3 separate regions of the Mus musculus genome follow, and regions 1 and 3 are each linked to region 2. A link is a contact called in public HiChIP or PLAC-seq and capture Hi-C data. All regions are on one chromosome and are shown on one strand. The core of a region is the stretch at or near the end of the contact, and the rest is flanking DNA. Distances in the headings are between cores, read along the strand shown. Region 1 has its middle 150 kb from the start of Kcnj2. Region 2 overlaps Gm11682 (predicted gene 11682). Region 3 has its middle 23 kb from the start of Kcnj2.

The links. HiChIP or PLAC-seq counts read pairs in DNA pulled down with a chosen protein or histone mark. Capture Hi-C pulls out chosen DNA fragments and counts their contacts.
Region 1: a contact with region 2 is called in an H3K4me3 HiChIP or PLAC-seq map of bone marrow-derived macrophages, with 8 times the contacts expected there. The contact joins two enhancer-like sites. A contact is called at or near these places in 1 of 484 Hi-C or Micro-C datasets (bone marrow-derived macrophages), 2 of 115 datasets of contacts at active chromatin or transcription factors (bone marrow-derived macrophages and embryonic basal ganglia) and 1 of 9 other capture datasets (macrophages).
Region 3: a capture Hi-C map of bone marrow-derived macrophages shows a contact between it and region 2, with 19 times the contacts expected there. The contact joins two enhancer-like sites. A contact is called at or near these places in 1 of 484 Hi-C or Micro-C datasets (bone marrow-derived macrophages), 2 of 115 datasets of contacts at active chromatin or transcription factors (bone marrow-derived macrophages and microglia) and 1 of 9 other capture datasets (bone marrow-derived macrophages).

What each region holds. Positions count from the first base shown.
Region 1 is chr11:111,209,396-111,214,274 of GRCm38.p6, forward strand. No RefSeq gene overlaps it. Among named protein-coding and RNA genes, the nearest start is that of Kcnj2, 150 kb to the left of the region's middle. Within about 2 kb of position 1,371, at least 5 of the 459 cell types and tissues checked have an H3K27ac peak or open chromatin away from gene starts, as enhancers often do. A contact at or near this core is called in bone marrow-derived macrophages, where this site is marked.
Region 2 is chr11:110,535,283-110,539,931 of GRCm38.p6, forward strand. It overlaps Gm11682 (predicted gene 11682), which reads left to right. Exons shown (of 5, transcript NR_166811.1): 2 at 1-104. Among named protein-coding and RNA genes, the nearest start is that of Gm11682, 3.9 kb to the left of the region's middle. Within about 2 kb of position 2,774, at least 40 of the 459 cell types and tissues checked have an H3K27ac peak or open chromatin away from gene starts, as enhancers often do. A contact at or near this core is called in bone marrow-derived macrophages and microglia, where this site is marked.
Region 3 is chr11:111,087,171-111,092,063 of GRCm38.p6, forward strand. No RefSeq gene overlaps it. Among named protein-coding and RNA genes, the nearest start is that of Kcnj2, 23 kb to the left of the region's middle. Within about 2 kb of position 1,796, at least 42 of the 459 cell types and tissues checked have an H3K27ac peak or open chromatin away from gene starts, as enhancers often do. A contact at or near this core is called in bone marrow-derived macrophages and microglia, where this site is marked.

The DNA.
Region 1 (4,879 bases), core at 121-2,620, 670 kb after region 2:
GTAGGATGTAAGGGAATCCCTCAGAACTAGCCAAGCTCAGAGGAAGACACTTGTAAAAAAAAACCAGGGACCATGTTTGAAAATGAGAAAATTACATTAAAATAACCAAGAAGATCAGCAAAACATCATCAAAACTAACACATCCGCTCTCGGTTTCAGCAAGATGAGAACAACATTGATATTTGTTATTGAAGCAGATTTGCTAAGCCATGAAGTAATCTTTATATATTAAAAAGTACAGATACTTTGCCAGGTACTGTGGAATTAATCAGAATATTTATTCCACAGGTTTATCAGAAACTAAGTTCAGAAATATGGACCAGTTAAACAGACAAACGGGGTGGGGGTGGGGCTGCAAATGTTTAAATAATGGCTTAAGAATATTGATTTTATAAAATACTAAGTGACTTTTAAGAATGTTGGTTATAAAGTTGGTTGTCAAGGATTATTTGAGGGTTGAGAAACTGCTTTGGGAAGATTGTGAAAGTGTTAAAATGGGGCTTCTTGGGAACAGAATCAATTTTGGACAAATATGCTTGCCATAAAACCCAGTGTCTTAGTTAGGGTTTGACACTGCTGTGAATAGACACCATGGCCAAGACAACTTCCATAAGGACAACATTCAACTGGGACCAGCTTACAGTTTCAGAAGTTCAGTCCATTATCATCGAGGTGGGAGCATCGTAGGGGGAACTGAGAGTTCTAAACCTTCATCCGGAGACTGCTAGGAAAATACTGTCTTCCAGGCAGCGAGGAAGAGGGTCTTAAAGCTCACAGCCACAGTGACACACTTACTCCAAGGCCACACCTCCAAATAGTGCCACTCCCTGGGTCAAACACTACACCCAGGAAACCAAAGACTGAATGGAATCTCTGTCTCTCTGTCTGTTTGTCTGTCTGTCTGTCTGTCTGTCTGTCTGTCTGTCTCTCTCTCTCTCTCTCTCTCTCACACACACACACACACACACACACAAACACACACTTTGATCTGTGAGCAAATTCAGATGCTCAGTGTTTGAAGAGACACCTATCCTTGTTAAGATCAAACCATCACATGACAACATGAGAGCTGAAAATCAACTGAACAGATAAAGTGGACATGCAATTTCAGGACAGAATAAGTACAGAACCCAAGGAGTGGAGAGTTGGAGAGTCTGATAACACCCTCCCCTCCCTGCAACCAGGGATAAACCAAGAAATGAAAGCTGAATGGTTAGTGTCAGCATGCTAACTCTATCCCAGAATCTCTCTCAGTTGACTGTGCTTAGGATGAGAAAGGGGAAGAAAAAACTGCTGCCTCTTTGTGAATAAATGATGCTGGAACACAAAGAGGAAGCACCAGTGTGGAAGCCAGCCTTGCCTTTGCCATATCAGCTCAAGAGAATTTGGAGCATACCATGGGATCCACAGCAGACTATGGCAAGGCTGGCTTCCACACTGGTGCTTCCTCTTTGTGTTCCAGCATCCTTCTATCCTGCCAGCACTTTGTCTGCCCATTGCCTTTCATGTGTCTTTCTGGGTGTCATTACAAATCTGAATCCAAGGACTCAGCCTCAGCCTCAGGGATTTGATAGAGATCTGAAATTATTTGCAAACTGTGTAACTCTTTCTTTTCTTTTCTTTTCTTTTCTTTTCTTTTCTTTTCTTTTCCTTTCCTTTCTTTTCTTTTCTCTCCTCTCCTCCTCCTCCTCCTCCTCCTCTCCTCCTCCTCCTCTCCTCCTCTTCTCCTCCTCCTCCTCTTCTCCTCCTCCTCTTCTCCTCCTCCTCTTCCTCCTCCTCCTTCTCTTCTTCTTCTTCTTCTTCTTCTTCTTCTTCTTCTTCTTCTTCTTCTTCTTCTTCTTCTTCTTCTTCTTCTTCCTCTCTCTCCCTCCCTCCCTCCCTCCCTCCCTCCCTCCCTCCCTCCCTCCCCCCTTTTCTTTCTTTTCATTTTTGTAGGAAGTAGGTTCAAAGATGGGACAAATGGTCCCAAAGGATCAACTTTCTGTGTGAAGCTCACCACCTATAATCTGACTCTATGGGACATAATCCTACACCTTATTACCCGTTGATCCCTCCAAGATTGGCTTGGGTCTTTTTTCATCTCCTGAAAATGTATCCTGCCAATTTTATGAGCTAACCTACACTCTATCTGTTCTTTAAACAAGCAGAGAAAGGAGGGGCTACCTTGTCCAAGAAGAAACTGTCTCTTTTGCCTTCAGGTCTTAGACACTATCCTCACAGTGATCAAATAGCAGCAGCTTAATTCTGTGGCACCGGACACTAGGTGTGTTCACATGTATGTGCAGGTGCACATGCACCTATGTTCATGGGTGAAGATCCTGAGCAGATGTCTGTGTCATCTTCAGCCTCACCTCACTCTATTCATTAAGGCAGAGTCTCTCACTTGACCCCAAATAGCCAGCTTGTTTTGGTAATCCCTTGGCTCTGCCTCCTAAGTGCTAGGATTACGGACTGGCTGCCTACATGGAGATCCTAATTCAGTTCCTTATACTTCTGTGGCAAGTGCTCTAATCACGGAACAAGTCCCACAGCCTGGCACCTACTATTTTTAAACCAACCATCCTTTTTTAAAAATAAATTAAAAGCAGTAAGTGTCATGTGAATGGAACTAATTAGAATCATGTGAATCTTCAAAGACTGCCACAGCACTAGAGGACAAGTAAGAAGGACTCGGGGGCTTTCGAATGCAGCCTTTGTCGTGTTTTATTAAAAGATAAGGAAGGACTGTGTGTTTGGTGGAGGTGCAATATAGTGTGGGGCAAGGGAGTGCCTCTGTGGGCCCATGCTGAGGCATCCCTTCCTCCTGAGGTATCAGCCACACTATGGTATAGTAGAGAGTAGAGTTTATTCAGGGTATGGGGAGGGGCATTGAGAGAAAGGAAGAGGGAGAAGGGGAGGGGTTGGGAGAGGAGGAGGGGGAGAGGGAGAGAGAGAGGTGGGAGATGAATAGGGAGAAAGAGGGTAAGGAGCAGGGGCAAGAGAGAAGAGAGGGGAACAAAAGCAGGAGAGCAAGAGAGTGAGGACTTGAGAGTGAGTGAAAGGGGCAAGCAGCCCCTTTCATAGTGAGTCAGGCACACTTGTCTGTTGCCAGGAAACTGTGGGGCGGAGCCTTAGACTAAATGCCAACAGGCTTAACAAAATTTCTCTCTCTCCTCCTTAGTGCAGCTACTGTTGAAAGGAGCCAGTGGTCTTGACTGGGAAAACTCCAGGCACAGGACTGTCAGCAGTGGCCATCCGGAAACAGAGCCATGCTTGGGGACTGTAAGGTCTTCTCCACCTCTAGCCCAGCCTATAAAGCAGAGTGCCCAGAGTCTGAATACATCCTGTTCCCATGCACCACACATGGCTCTTGCTGAAAGAAGGCGACCTGGAAGTGGGAAGGAAGAGCCATTTCTGTAGGAAGCGTTCCATGGGCCTCCTGGGACCCGATATGCAGATGGAAGTAGGTTAGTTATTATGTTTGACATCAGGAGACACTTCCTGTCCTCAAGACAGCAATGGGGTCCTGTTTGTTTATTCTTCCTGCAAGGAGGCAGCAGGAGCAGGCTTCTAATGGAAATTTTTTCCAGCTAGGTGTTTTTATGATTCCAGCAAAGATATAAACATTTTGAGTTTTCACAGGAGAATGCGTGCCCTTAACATACATCCAAGGAAGCTCTGCAGCCTTTCAAGTGGAGGAGCCTTCCAAGGGAGTTTCTGCTTTAGAGCCTAAATCTTTTAAGCCAGGAGCTGTCAGTCTGAGGTCATTTGCTTTTTATGTTCCTGGAAGCAGGGGGTGGGGGTGCATTGAATGTAATAAGATTCAAATAGAACCCCAGTGGGGACTAGAAAATGGGCTTTAGGAGAAGTCCCATTCATTCCAGTTAAACAGAGTAAAGTTAAAAGAGAGAGCCAGGCAGGGCTCCACACTGAAGGTGAGCCAGCCGAGAAGGCATAGCTGCTAAGACTCCTTTCCTTGCTCATAACCTCCCTTGAAGAGGGACCTGAAATCAGGGCCACCAGCAGAATTCTGACAGCAGACGTGGCTGTGCGAAATCTTCCCACAATTTATTCAATATTTTTTATCTTATGACATGAAATTAAGAGTTGGGCAAGAATAAGACTTTAATTATCATCTGTATTTCTTCTCCAAAAAAAAAAAAGTGTCATAAGAAAGATTTAGAAAAAGAAGAAAATCAGATTCTCAGTCCTTCAGAATTCAGCAGGAAAATCAAACCCCCAGCGTGCAGAGAATCCAGTCCACCCATGCTTAGGAGTCTTTGTGGCATTTACTCAGCAACGTATAGTATCAAGAACTATAAAAGAAAACAAAGCCAATTTTGAACAGCTAACGTCTGGGCATGAACAGCCACCGAACAACAAAATCTCCATACAACTGAACAGTGGTTCGTTCAGCAGGCTTCATTGCGAGGCCAATAACCCACAGAGATAGGCTGAGCCCCAGATATCTGACTCTTGCTGTGGTGTTTGCTATGAGAGGGAAGTACTTGGAAGAGACTCAGTTCATTCTATGGGGACCCTGGATTACTTTCTAAAATGTCAAGACAGGTCCTGGAAACTGGACTTAACAGGCTACGGGAACGCCAGCTCTAACTGTCAGCTGTAGAGGTTATAAACTGTAGTTTTAGCTCTATTTTACCTGAATATAAGCACAGTCTATGTTCTTTTCCCTCAGGCTTCTTTCTTTTCTGGAAAGAGATGTACTGAAATTCAGAGGCAATCTCTCTACCTTATACTAGGTATTCCTCAGAACCTATCATCTTCTCATAGTCTGCTTTTTGCCATTTCTCAAGTGTTTCTGCTTCTGCGGAGAACACACTCGCCATCTAGAATACAAAATATATATTATCAATACATGTACTATGCAACACAGGATGAA
Region 2 (4,649 bases), core at 1,524-4,023:
TTCCACGGCGAAATGGCGGTTTATGTGACCTTTTCTCGAGGCTCCAGAAACAACTGCCTGATTTCCTGTGCTTCGGCTCTTCTCGTTATATTTCCAAGGTCCAGGTCTGTTGCACATAGATGGTTGATAATCTCTCCCTTTGCTAGCAATTCAGCCCCTTTGGCAAAGCGTCCCCCCACACCCCCAGCCACTCAGCGGATCATGTTTTGATGAAAGAAATGACTGAATTCATAGGAGATGGATAGCTGCCTCTAGATCTTGTTTTTCACACAGCTCCTTCCACGTCAGATTGTAAAATTGTCATTCGTAAGCTGTCCTTATATTGAAATCTCTTACTGCGAGCGTAGCGCATCCGTAGGCAGCGTTGCCAGCAATTATAAATACAGTGGAATAGTTGTATGCACCATTTTCCCCGACCTATGAATAAGGAGGACTGTCTTCACGTCAAACAACAATGAATATTCAAATTCATTATCCAAAGAATCACTTTGCTGGTCCTCAGCTTTCCGCAGGCCCTCTTGCAGGTCCTCAGCTTTGTGCATGCCCTTTTACAGCAGCTTTGCGCATGCTCTGTTACGTGGCAATCACTGAGCTATATGCGTCAACGGCGTTGGTGCCCCTATGCCCATTCCCTCAGGGTTCTGGCTGGTGTTGAGTACACAGCTACGCGGATCATTCAGACCAGGGGGGCTACCACTGTCTTTTGACTCATCTCTGGCTTCAAAGGGGCTATGGCCTCACAAAGTTAAGTGAAAATTGTGTAGTTTGTATGAATGGCTGTTTTCTTAGCGAACCTTTTGGGGTAAGATATTGGAATTCATTTAAAAGGCTCAAATCTGTGACTTTTTACTACTTATACATTTTATTAATATGTTCTGTCATGTATACAGATTACATAACTGAATATTTATGGCCTAATAACATATAAACATCCTCAGCAACTTCTCCACAAAGTAATAGATTTCTACTCACCATCTAAATAATCACTGTACTTATGTTCCTATACTATTTTGTATTGTATGTTCACATAGTATATTAACACGTAATAAATTTAATGTTTCATACATACTTAATATGTTAATATATAACAGGAATCATTTTATAAAATACTTGCATTACATAATGCAGTAAAAATTTATATTGACTATTCATATTATATAAGGTTGTATCTTATAATAAATATATTAATACGGTTCACAAAGGGCTTATATTATATATGCTAATGTATCACTATTTGCTATATATAATAATATATAATTTGTTATAAGCAATATATGTACTTTATAAATGGTTATGCTATACCAAAGGCAATATAATATGCTGATGTAAGTGAGGGTAGCGAAGAGTTAGAAGTTTAAAAAGATTTATTTTTATTCTATGTGTGTGGATATTTTGGTTTGCATGTGTATTTGTGCACCATGTGCATGAAGTTCCCAAAGAGGCCAGAAGAGGGCTTCAGATCCCCCTGGGCTGGAAATAGAGTTGTTTATAAACCACCAGCTAGGCTCTGAGTCCTCTGCAAAAGCAGCCGGAGCTCATAATCACTTAGCTACCCAATTCTCCAGGGCTGCAAAGAGTAAAATGTGATAAAAGAGGATTAAAAAAAAAAAGAACCCTGGAAAACCAGGATGTATTTTCAAATATTTATTATTGTTTCATATTTATCTCTTAAAATGTTTATGTTTGTCATAGTTTTGGGAAACTTTTGTATTAATGTTGTGTACGGTTTAGGAGTGGTTTGGATGTGAATAAGCCTTAATTGCTTGCACAACGGAGGCTGGGAAACCATTTAAATTCATTGACTTTATTTTAAACTTCCTAGTTAAAAAAAATAGAAATTTCGTGGAAATTTCCATGTGTATTTTGATCAATTCACATAATTAGTAGTAGTTTTATTCTTTTTTGGCTCTTCTTCCCCTCCCCCGATCAATTTCTCAGTTACAGTCGCAAACGCTAACATTTCCTCAGTGCTGAGAAATGAGCTCTTTTAAACTGACGCCTAGATTCTCATAGTCGGCCTCTTCCTTTCTAAAGGCAGACTATCTTAACTGTTTATTCAGCACGTCTATGCCATCTGAATCCTCTTAAATAGCAGGGAACACAACGAAATATTTAAAATTCTCCGTTTTCCAAATAAGGCCATATTTATGTGGACAACGTGACAAACTCGTTATTCTTTGAGGTTACTGGCATATATGATACTACATTTTGGAGAAATGAAGCGTCATTTTAGTTTGGGAGTTTCCATCAGAAAGCCTCTTTCAAATGCAGTTAAGAGTTTAGTCTTATGAAATTATTTGAGCATTACAGTGCTCAGTGTGATCGTGTGGTCGTGCATATACACATTTTCCATCAGTGATAACGTTGAACAGAGTGTGTTGACTAGGAGGTGTTTCAATTGGAAAATTTCCGTCCGATTTAAAGTGACCACAAGGGGGCAGCAAAACACACTGGATTCTCTATGTGTCGCGGCAAGGGCAAGAAATTTCCTAGGTAAAGTCAGGCTAAGAAGGCAAATGAAAGACCCGTGAGCCATCCTTAAACGCGGGCATTTCTAGCCAAACAGTGGGTCTGGTTGGGGTGTGTGCGCGCACGCGCTTTGTATCCTAAGGCAACTGAGTCTAGGAGACACGAGCTTTTCAAGTGTCTTTAGAAGAAATAGTGAGGGCTAGAGGTATGGCCAGTGGTTGCTTGCATTAACTAGCCTTTCAGACTCTATTCCTAGCATTCACGTGGAGGCTCACAAATATCTAGAACTCCAGTTTGGGAGGGTCTGATATCCTCTTCTGGCTTCCTCTGGAACCAGGAGTGTGTGCTTGGTACACCTACAATGCATGCAGAAAACCAGTCACGCTCGCAAAATAAAAATAAAATTTTAAAAGAAAGACCACTAGGGATCTATACCCAAGGAGGGCACAAACCTGATATTTATCATTCTATTTTCTAGTGGATCAAATTTTGAGCCCCTCTTCTTCCTCCTCCCGTTAGAATTTCAGTATATTTACTGGAAAATAATAACAGGGTCAAGTCAATCAGATTTAACGTTTGAAAAACAGGAAACAGACTTGAGTAAGACGCTGCAGTTGCTCACGAATCATGGCTACGGGACACTTTTAAAGAGGAAGTATTACAAAAGTGCTGATAGAGTCCAGGGTACTGGACGACTTAGACACTTCTGTCGGACGTTCTGGCTGTGGGATGCACAGTCTTGAGTGTCTCTTTATCTCTTAGGTGACTTAGCTGTTCACAGGGAAGCCGGGAAGGATGCAATAGGCTGTTTTTACGTCAACTGAAGTAATTAGTTCACCACCTACTTAGCTCAATGTCTTCCTTAAGATAAGACTTCAGCAAACATGGCAGCCATAAAACTGTTACAATAACTGATTGGCATGGGATAGTCTCAGTCATTATTTCTTAGTGACTAGTTGGGTGATTTCATTTAATCTTCATATCCAGCATGAGTTTTTTCTTTCTCTTCTCTTCTCTTCTCTTCTCTTCTCTTCTCTTCTCTTCTCTCTCTCTTTCCCTTCCCTTCCCTTCCCTTCCCTTCCCTTCCCTTCCCTCCCCTCCCCTCCCCTCCCCTCCCCTCCCCTCCCCTCCCCTCTTTTTTCTTTCTTTTCTTTTCTTTTCTTTTCTTTACTTTTCTTTTCTTTTCCTTTCTTTTCTTTTCTTTCTATTGGATAGTTTCTTTGTTTACATTTCAAATATTTTCTCCTTTCCAGGTCTCCTCTTTGGAACCCCCCTATCCCATCTCCCCCCCCCCCCAACTGCCTCTATGAGGGTGCTCTCCCACCCACCCACCCACCTATCCACTTTTGTCTTCCCTCCCTGGCATTCTCCTACATTGGGGCATTGAACACCCTCAGGCCCAAGGGCCACTCCTCCCACTGATGTCCAACAAGGCCATCCTCTGCCACATATGCTGCTGGAACCATGGGTCCCTCCATGTGTACTCTTTGCTTGGTGGTCCAGTCCCCACCCCCCTCCAGCTGTAGGGGGTTTGGCCGGTTGACACTGTTGCTCCCTCCATGGGGCTGCAAACCCCCTCAGCTCCTTCAGTCCCTTCTCTAACTCCTCCATTGGGGACCCCACACTCAGTCCAATGTGTGGCTTTGAGCATCCACCTCTATATTTGTCAGGCTCTAGCAGAGCCTCTCAGGAGACAGCTATATCAGGCTCCTGTCAGTAAGTACTTGTTGGCATCCACAAGAGTGTCTGGTTTAGTGACTGTATATGGGATGGATCCCCAGGTGAGGCGGTCTCTGGATGGCCTTTCCTTCAGTCTCTGCTCCACACTTTGTCTCCATATTTCCTCCTGTGAGTATTTTGTTTATCCACATTTTGGTCTTCCATCTTCTTGGGCTTCATTTTCTTTCTTTCGTTTTTATTTTAAATTTCTATCCCCTTTTATAGATAGGAACATCGAAGTTCAAAAAGGCTGGTAACTTGGTTAATACAAATTAATCGAAACATCTGTGATTTGAACCTGTGGATTTCCGCCAGCTGCTGTGCTTTCAACCACATTGAGTATATAGCCTACTATTTGCCTCCCTTTCCTCAGCATACACACTTCTGAAAACTTCTAATATCATTTGAATCTGCTGGTGAGTCTTAAAAGACAACTCTGCAGTTTGATAAGGATGGCAGTG
Region 3 (4,893 bases), core at 546-3,045, 550 kb after region 2:
TGGACATGCTACCTGCTCCTTATTCTCGTCCTTCTGGAGAGAAGGTAGTCTCTTGGCATACAGTCTACTAAGGTCAATGTCCATTTAAGAAAAGTATGTGGACTGCCAGATGTCTTTTGCTGAACAAACTTGACCTTATTGTCCAAAACCACAACTACTCCCCAGGAGCAAGAGGTTGGTCCTTCCTAGAACTTGCATGGAAGTAGTGTCCCTGAAGTGTGGCAAGGTTTGGCAGCATTTTAACCAAGGCACACTTTAACGAAGACACAAAAATGTGTCTTCTCCTGCATTGTGCCAATGAGGAATTTCTCCTCATCAGACTCTGGAGACTCTGCCCTCTCACTTGTTTTATATATAGCGCATTACTTTTCAACATTGCTGCATTTTGCAGGGCCAATTCTTATCAGATGTTAATGTTTCAGACATCTTCCTGAAAAATCTACTAAGAATGAAACCTTTAATTTCTTTTGTTGGACTCGGTTTTTTTTTTTTTTTTTGTAAGGAAAATGGTATTCCTGACAGTTATGAAAAGGCTTGTTTTATTATTTTTTAAAATTTATCACTGTACATAAGGCAGGCTGGCAGGAAGACAGATACAAATGGAGGGAGGGAGGGAGGAAGGAGGAGAGGGAAAGAGACAGAGATGGAGAGAGAGACAGAGAGGCAGAAAGGGAGAGACAGAGAGGAAAACAGAGACAGGGAGACAGGAGACAGACAGGCAGACAGGCAGGCAGGCAGGCAGGCAGGCAGACAGGCAACCTGCCTTCCCTGAGAATTGCTAGTATCACTCTCAGAATATCTTTTAGGACATTGGTAAGGGAGAGGACCACGTTAGCCCTAAAACCATATAGACATCACGATTTGGGGCATTCAGTTCTATTCCTTTATCATGGCTTGTCTGTGCTCACGTGGCCTGAAAAAGAAGCAATACAGGGTCTGAGCAGGTGTTGCATTTGCCCCTCCCATTTGTAACTTAGCCTCTTGCTACAGTGAAAACATGTAGCTTTTCTTTTTTTATACTTCATCCAAGATTGCATTAGATTTAGCTGGTTTCCTTTCTAATCATTTATTTGGTGTTTGTAATGAATGTGCTGTCTATGACATTTCATAAGTAGCATTTTAATAAAATCCATAGGTTATAGTACTGTATAGGCACACCAATTCTAAATATTTCCTAAATGGATTGCTGCAAGTTAAGTAGTGTTTGGAAGTGTTTACACAATGTGTCCAGTTTGTGCCAGGTGTGGGTGGTACCAGGCCTTTAAAATCTTGGCAATGAGCAGGCAAAGGCAGGCACACTTCTATTTCTTGGAGCCAGCTTAGTCTACAAAGTGAGTTCCAGGTTCTGCAGGGGTATGTAGTATGAACCTGTCTCAATCACTTGATCAGTCAACCAATTTGTAAATTCTAGTTTGATATATTGTTCTTGGGATTTCTACACATTGCAGTGCCTAATGAAAAATATAAATGAAATGAATTTTAATGGAGTTTTATTTTCAACTTGATGGAAATCCATTATACTTGCTTAAGATGCAGCAGACAGTACAGCATTAAGAGCAGATTACAAATATTTTTACGACATCAGGACAGGAACTGCGGATTAAGCGGTGAGTTTCAGGAAATAGGGCAGGTTGTTAATTTGATATTGGGCACAGCTGACTTTCCATCTGCTTGTGAGAGCCCACAACAGCTTAATCTTCACTTGGTCCATACCACACGTGGTCAAAGTTACCCTGCCCTTGAACAGACCCTTCCAGCCTCCTTATGGGCTGGAACCTGAGAGAGTCAGCAATCCTTCAACCACAGGCTGCCACCCGTGACTCTGCATGTACACATGGGCCTGTTTTTATAACCCCACATGTGAGGCAGTGAGCCTGTCGCAATAAATTCTAATCAGGGGCCCTGGGTACTTTCCCCAATTGTGACAGGCACAGGAGAGCCATCACCAGTTTAATGTTCCAATGACTCTGAGAAGCCAGGGCAAGTCCAAGTGAATTCTAAGGTCAGCTATCTCTAGCTCTTGGCATTGTCTTTGTCTCTCTTCAGAGGGGTGGAGTTTATCGTCTTCCTCATTTCCTAAGTGAGCAGAGCAGACAGTATTGCTTTTATCAGTGAGATAAATTGAAATAAAAATGCTCTCAGTATTTATAGGGCAATCAAATACTTACAAAAGAAAATGAGGGTATTTGTCAGAGACATTAAAAAGTGAGGGAATTAGATTTAAATCATATACACAATCGTTTGCTTAAGTCATGACATATTTGTTTATTCATTTTAAAACAGGCCAGGAATTTTTTCCGTGTTTTTTTTTTTTTTTTGTTTGAAAAGGAGTAGACCCTTTGCTCAACTTCTTGAGATGATAGGCATGCCTATCTGACTTTCTTTTTCAATTATTTTTTTAGAAACCAAATTAAATGAACAAAGGTGAAGATAAGTGGTTTAAGTATTGTTTTAAATTCTTTATGTAGCACCTTTGTGATACAAAGGTGAAAGATAATGTTTATAAGCCGGATTTTTTATTATTATTAAAAGAAGGGCAGGTGTGATGGTACTCATCTGTACACCCAAGCTTCCAAAACTAGGGGGGAAGAGTCAGGAGAATCAAGTGTTTAAGGCCGGACTCCACAGACAGTATCAGAGTTCTCAGCATTCTAGTGCAATAAAGAGACAAGAGTGTGGACATGGGGGTGGGGAGAGATTTAAGCCATATCTGGATAACAAAATAGATCTCTATTGTCTAGGACAACATTTCCTTCTCTGAGACCTGTGACAGTATCTTCTGATATTTTAACATTTGTTAATAGTTAGGGGTATTGATAAAGCCCTGCCCCCGACAAAGAATTATCCAGGCTATCCTTCCCACAGTCCTGAAACTGAGAAAATCACTCTGGATTATAGTTAAATTTTCTTGTCTCCTTTTTTAATGTACAAACTCAAAGATGAGTTATGACATTTCCGTATATAAATATGGCTGCACTTTTACTACAATCACTCTTTTGCTATTGTTATTTATTTCCCTATCTCCCCCACCTTCCTCCCTTTGCTTATTACTAACAGTATTCTATTCTATTCTGAGTCTGTTTACAGACCCATCCTTCCATGTTCTCAGATTCCACATTGAGATCAAATCCAGTGGGACCCGTCTTTTCGATGTTGGTTTATTTTACTTAACACAGTGATCTCAGTTTGACTGAACATGACATGACTTTCTCCTTCCTTGTGATTTATCTTCTTCACTTTATCAGTTCATATATTGATGAACAGATGGTCTGACTCATGTCTGTTGAGAACAGTGTAGCAATAAAATGGGTGTGTGGAGATGTCAGTGGGAAATAAGGCTGAGAAGGTGTCTTAAGAGTTTTAGTGCTAGGGTCAGGAAACCATAGAGATAGAAGACTGTGAACAGTCACTGAAGTTTCATTGGCTGAGAGAGCGATAGAGCTATGTTGCCTCTTAAAAAGATGAAGTGTCAAATACATAAAATTGACTGGAGGAGCAAGAGATGCAGACAGAGATAAGTATACCTGTTACAAGCCTGTGGTGATATTTCAAGTGAGAGATGGTGAGTACTTGAACTTTCGAAGAGAAGGAAAGCTATCAGTTCTGGAGGCAGAAGGGGAGTCTCCATGACCTGGAAATTGTTTAGATTTGGAGAAAGAGTACCTGGCTAAAAAGTCACAATATAGATACAGTGACAAAGAGAAGAGTCAGCAGAGAGGGCTGGTTCCAAGCAGGAGACACCCCTCTTGAATTTGAGGGTTAGGTAAGTATCTTATAGGTGGACACATCAAATTAGGTACTACCAGGCAGGTAGACTCAACTTATCGTCTGTCAACATTCCTCAGCACGTCCAATTGAGTTGATTCCAAGTTACCACCCTCTTTTGCAGCAGAGCCATATCCTTCTCCTCTCATAGGGAGGAGGGTGACGCATGTGGCTCTCCCTAGCCCTTTAACTCCCGAGGCCAGTTCATCCAGCCTCCTCTAATAGCACCAGAGTTCACTTAAGTGTCAAGTGTTAGGGAAGGATGCTCACGTTTTATTCATTTTTATTTACAACCAGTGGCATCTGATTCTGTGTGCCGTTTTCCTGAGCCCAGAGCTGCAATGTTTCGAGTCACACTTATGTTCTGGGCATGAGTTCACATTTATGTAAATCTTCCACATGCTGCTACAGATCCTCTCAAGCTGACTGCTCAGCACATCCCAACACGTATATTTGAGAGGTCTCCATCAATTACATTCTTTGTTTTAATCCAACATTGACTCATTCTCATGGATTTACCATCACTCCTGCTGCAACTTGACCCATGGCTCTTCGTTAGCCTCATTACAGATGTCTTACTTTAGACGGGGCACTTTGATATGCCCAGAAGATGGAAGTCTGGCTAGCTCAATTCCCTCTGACTCAGGTAAGGTAGCTCTGCTTCCTTTGCAGGCTATTCTCATGTATCTAACTCTGCTGGATCACAGAAGGAAAAAAATCTGGGACTTCAATTTATTCAGATCATATTTATGTCATGCAGTTTGAGTTTATGCTATAAAGCAGCAGTTTTCAGCCTTCCTAATGCTGTGAGCCTTTATGCAGTTACTCATTATAGTTGTGGTGACCCTCAACTATAAAATTATATTTGTTGCTACTTCACATCTGTAATTTGCTATTGTTGTAAATCATAATATAAAATATCTCATATGTAGGATATCTGATATGAGACCCTTGAGAAAGGATCAGTCTACCCTTAGAGGGATTATGACCCACAGGTTGAAAACCATTGCTATAAATAGTAAACATAAGGCACTTAAAGTCTGTTAAATTGCAAACTTTGTTCTACACCCCATAAACTTTTCTCAGTTGGTTTCCTAGCTATAGTACAGCTGTATTGGCATATGCACT